Regions from separate parts of the Zea mays genome. Here region 2 is linked to region 1. The links are chromatin contacts, called in public Hi-C maps. All regions are on one chromosome and are shown on one strand. The core of a region is the stretch at or near the end of the contact, and the rest is flanking DNA. Distances in the headings are between cores, read along the strand shown.

Evidence for each region. A called contact is a pair of places that touch in the nucleus more often than the background predicts.
Region 2: a Hi-C map of endosperm shows a contact between it and region 1, with 2.7 times the contacts expected there. The contact joins the promoter of LOC111589752 here to the promoter of LOC100282614 in region 1. A contact is called at or near these places in 4 of 25 Hi-C or Micro-C datasets (ear, endosperm, leaf and 1 more).

What each region holds. Positions count from the first base shown.
Region 1 is chr7:173,330,639-173,333,397 of Zm-B73-REFERENCE-NAM-5.0, forward strand. It overlaps LOC100282614, which reads left to right and starts at 1,364. Exons shown (of 4, transcript NM_001155522.2): 1 at 1,364-1,923. The coding sequence starts at 1,600.
Region 2 is chr7:173,576,406-173,579,137 of Zm-B73-REFERENCE-NAM-5.0, forward strand. It overlaps LOC111589752 (protein EGG APPARATUS-1-like), which reads right to left and starts at 1,381. Exons shown (of 1, transcript NM_001397179.1): 1 at 634-1,381. The coding sequence starts at 1,283. The coding sequence ends at 996.

The sequences.
Region 1 (2,759 bases), core at 114-2,613:
GAGTATAACCTGGCCCAATTGTATTTGCAGCCTCTTTGAGTACTATATCAGGTGTTCAACCGGACACGTCTGATGCGTTGTAGACTCCCACACACATGTTGCAAAGCTTACTAGGTGCTCTATTCGGTGTGACATCTGGTGCACACATATCCAGTGTGCTTAGTCTTCAGACCATTCTCCAATTCAATCACAGTACGTATCCGGTGATTCGTGTCTTCACATTTATTCGCTTGAGCTTCCTCCGTCTCGTGTCTTAGTCTCTTACATGATCTTGATAGGTCTTTGATGAGTCTTCTAGTATCTTGCTTTGAGGTGTTGATATCCTTAATCATCTTTTTACATTCGTCCGAAGTCCATGCTGCATTCTTTGAACTATATCCATAAATATTAGCACACACACTATTAGGCCAAATAGTTATGTTTGATCATCACACACCAAAACACTTAAATCAAATGGGTCATTATCTATTTTACTTAGAATCTCCAACTTTTTGGTGATTGATGATAACACAAATAAAGCAAACAAATAATAAAATACGGACATTAAAATACAATCTACTTACTATGATGCTTGTATACAGACAAGATTCATATGTTATAGAACGATACTAAATGAAAGTATACACACTTAACGAACTTCTTGACGGCCGTAAACTATCCTCATATTATGGTGTTATAGACTTAAGCCTTCTTTGAGCTTTATAAACCACATCATTCCTATCATGGACGGGAACCTGTAAAAACACTTATTTTTTTAAATAAAAATAATTCCTTTGATATCTGTTAAGGTTTGGGCTTGCTTTTAGTCTTTGAATTTCTTCTCCTTTAGAACCAAGCACCGAAAAAGAAAGATATTTAAACACTTAGGATAAAATATGCATCGATAAATGAAAGTGCGGCGTGAAAAAAGAAAGGGAGAGAAATATGTAACTAGAAAATAAAAATATACGTTGGAAGAAGAGAAATATGCATGGCTAAATAATAATGTTAAGTATTTTAGAATAAAGTAGGTCAAGATTTTTAGGAGAGAGGAAGTATCATAAATATTATCGTTTTCATATTTTCAAACTTAATTATTTAGTTAGGACGACATTAGAATTGTATTTTTATGGAGGTTGTACTTCATATCGATTTCCATTTTTGGTTTAATCTTACAAGAATTAAAGTATTTATTTATATATAAGCAAAATGAACTTTTAAAACCATCCTTGCGCGGAAGCCAAACCGAGGCCTGCGGGCCCGTATTCGTGCAGGTGCAGGCGTGCAGCAGCACTAGACGGGCTCGTGTATGGCCGGCCCCGGACGTTTGAATGGGTATTGGGCGTCTAGCAAATAACAAAGCACCCCGGCCAACTCACTGATCCTTTCCCCTTTCCTTCAGAAACAAACAACAGCTGCGCCGGCTCCACCGCACCAGCCCACACCCGCCGCGGCCGTTACATCCCCGCTTCCCCGGCCACCTTCCTTCCATTTATACCCCTCCGTTTCCCACCCTTCCCTCCCCACTCCGGCAGTCCCCGTCCCACCACTACAGCCACTGCTGCCCGGCCGGCCGCGTCCCTCTTCCTCCGCCAGGCGCCAGCCGCCCGCACTCCAGCAATGGCGTCTGCCTCGCACGCCCCGACGCCGCTGCTCAAGGACGAGCTGGACATCGTCATCCCGACGATCCGCAACCTCGACTTCCTGGAGATGTGGAGGCCCTTCTTCCAGCCCTACCACCTCATCATCGTGCAGGACGGCGACCCCAGCAAGATCATCCGCGTCCCCGAGGGCTTCGACTACGAGCTCTACAACCGCAACGACATCAACCGCATGCTGGGGCCCAAGGCCTCCTGCATCTCCTTCAAGGACTCCGCCTGCCGCTGCTTCGGCTACATGGTCTCCAAGAAGAAGTACATCTACACCATCGACGATGACTGCTTCGTGAGTGACCTCCGCTCCGTTCCGCTCTTTTGCGATGACAATCCAAGAGTTATTTCCTTCCGTTGCGGATAGTCTTGCCGTAATTGGGCCCGATTTGGTGGGGATGAGGCTCAGATCTTGTTATATAGCCGACGAAAAAAGTACACGGGCAGTTTTGTTTTGTGTTTTCTTCGGTGAGGTGAATTGAGCTGTAAAATTTGGGATAGGATACAATGCACCCTGGATTGAATTTTCAGGGTGCAAAGTTTTGACGGCTTTGCTGTTACCCGTCCTGTTAATTATGGCCGTAGCGCTGTGATCTGGGTAGGTAGAATGCAAATTTCACGTGTTTCAGGTAACTGATTGATCTGACTAGCAGGGTACTGTCTCCTCAATCCCTGGAGTTCAGACATGTGTCTGCTGGTGGTCGCTACTGTCAGATCTAATCATGTTACTTCGACTAAACTTTTGACTTGTTTCACTGTTATAAAAAATATGTAGCATTGGATCCAGTCTCACTACTTTGGCCCTGTATTGCTTCCAGTTGGGGGTATATGAACTGGAATATGCGTTTGACCTTTGTTGCCTTGTAGTTCACAATGTTTCTTTTCTGTTGGATGACTTGTATATGTCGCCTTGCAGCCATATTGTGTCGGTTGTATCGGTGCATATGCATTTGTGTATGTTTCCAGGTCATGATCAGTAGACTGAGTAACTAGGGGACAAAAATGCTTATTTTACAATACAAATAACAGTGCTGGGTTGCACCTTGCATGGTTTATTCCGAAGCCTGTACATACAATGTAGTTGGAATGACGCTATTGTCCATGTAGCTTTGGACCATCCTTGCCATAATA
Region 2 (2,732 bases), core at 131-2,630, 250 kb after region 1:
TCATCTCGTCCTACGCAGAAGACCAATCACGGGCACGGCTATAGTCAATGCACCCGCTGAGCCTGCACATAGCCAACCGGGCTACCAATCATATGGAGTCTGTGCTGGCATCGCCTGCGTGGGAACCCTGGTCCGGGAGTCAACATTTGGACACACTCTTCATACTTGTGTAAAGGAAATAATGTCAGGAATGGAAGAAATGGAATGCGCGGCCGGATACAGAATTACAGAGGCGGCATACCCTAACCCTATTACAGTAGTACACTAGCTTGGGCGTCGTCGCGACCGCGAACATGATCCAGGGCTGTCGAACGTAGCTTCCAATTCAACAGGTAAGTCGAAAATTGGCGACGTACAAACGTCAAAACAAGAAACGCAAAGTACTAAAAGAGTAGATTTAGTACGTATATATACACTAGACACCATCACACCACCACTACGTACGATTCAAGCTAGCCACGCCGAGGACGACGACCGTGATCCAAGCCATCGTGGTGCAGGGAGTAGATTGAGCTTCAGAGTTAACCATCACACCACTAGTGTGTTGATCTGTGGATATATCGGAACTGGATCGGAATCAGGGAGTAAGATTGAGCTTCAGAGTTAACCAACACAGACAGTGAGGATGGGGGATGATCAGAGCACGGGACCAGGAAGCTGCACAACTAACCACTTCAAGATCTGGAGTTACAAGTGCTGACGACGGTTGTGATGCGACCCATCCAAAACTACGCCGCCATACACACTTTCCATTCTGATAGGTGAGCATGAATCGCATGAGCAGGACGATCAATGAACAAGCTCAAGCGTAGAACAGTAATGACGAGTAGAGAAACACGATAGGCAATTACGACGCATAGAGTAACATCTCCATTCAATGGAAAAACACCGACAACATCGGCATACGGCGGAAATACTGGCAGATGCTGCTCGTCTCGTCGCTCGCTATCTTTTATTTACGACGATCACTTGCTCACAGTCACAGCTAGCGCTAGCTAGCGATCGAACAGGCAGCGAACGTGGCAGCGGCAGCTGCCGCGCCGGCCGTGCGGAGGATGGTAAAATACAACTGCGGGTTGGCCTCGAACACCGCGCGGCAGATGACCCAACCTGCGGCGCCGGGCGCCTTCATCATCATCCCCGCCGAAGCGGGGCCCACCACGGGCCACAGGAAATAGATGCCGAAGACGCCCATGGCGGCAAACGCCACCGCCGCTCCCATAGCGCCTATGCCCTCGTCGTCCTTCATGTTGACGAATGACGATGGCCGGGCAGGTTGACATGCAGGATTCAGCGTCGTCCGGGTGGCACGCCGGTGTTGCTTCTGCCCTTGCTGCTTAATTGGAGGAGAGCGATCGGCTGGGTTTGGAATGAATGGACACTGGACAGCGGTCGCTGCGTGTTGTGTTAATTGAACATCTATTTGTAGTAGGCTGCAGCGCCGGATCGAGGTTGGCCAGGCGGCTGCTCAGCTTCATCGCGTGCATTGCGATGCATGCCGTGCGCATTTGCTCCCCAGTCTCAAATCACGATGGGAGGCGACGACGAAGAGACAGCTTCGCAATGTGCGCGATCAGTCGAGCGCATTGAAGTTGAAGAGAACGGTAGCGAAATGCAGAAGCTGAATTGTTGCTTGGTAGTAGTGAGAACGTGCATAAGAGGTAATTAATTTCATCTGCTAATTATGTAGAGTAGTAATTAAATTAATTTCATTAACTACGAGTCACCTCGAGGCCATGCTATAAAGGCCAGCGGTCGACATAGCTTAAATGATGGTGCATTGGCCCCCGCAGCCCGGTGCCGTAAATACAAGACATCCAGGTGAATCTGGGGCTCACAAGGGCGTGTGGTTTTACCTCGGGTAGAACGTTGGTTTTACCCTTGCCTTACGGCGCCTTCCTAAGGAACCGACCCCTCAAGGTTACATGCTTTGGCACACTAGGATTAGGTAACCCCTCAAGGTTACATGCATTTGACTCAAGGTTTAATAATGCTTTTGGTTTATATACGAAATTATGAGTATATTTTCCAAAGCTTCCGGATAATATAAATTTCTTTTTCATTTTAAGGGCTGATTTGGTGATCAGAGATTCCAAGATGATTCATGGGAGAGAAATCCCCTTACAATTCAATTTTGAATATCAAGGGGATTCCTCTCATGGATCCTCTCGGGATCACTGACCACCAAATCAGCCCTAAAAGTGAACTGATGGAAATTAAAACACATACGTGCATAAGAGGTGATTAATTTCATTTGCTAATTATGTAGAGTAGTAATTAAATTTCACCGGCAAAAGTAGTATTTTTTTTTTTGCCGATACTACTCGTCCACTACCCACCAATCCGTCGTGGCAGCTTGGATTAGTATTAAAAATGAAGAAAGTGACAGAACTCAGGGTATTATTTTAAATAACCTAACTATACCCATTAGAAGATTGGACTTGGACATGTACCACCATGAGCCTGCCTTTGGATTAGTATTGTCGGAAAATGATCGTTCTCACTCCGAATCGACGAGTCGACTTCTGCATTTGATGGGGCCGGCTACACTTTGCGAAATGGGTGTTGATCGGCGCATCGGGCGGAGCGGGCAGTAGCTGCAGTACTTGGCTATGCACTCAGAGTCGGAGGCGGAGCAACGCCTCTTGGAGTTCCCAGGCCGATTCGTTTTCCCCAGCACGCGCACTTCGCCGTACGTGAGACGGCAGCAATTACGCACGCATGCAACGCAC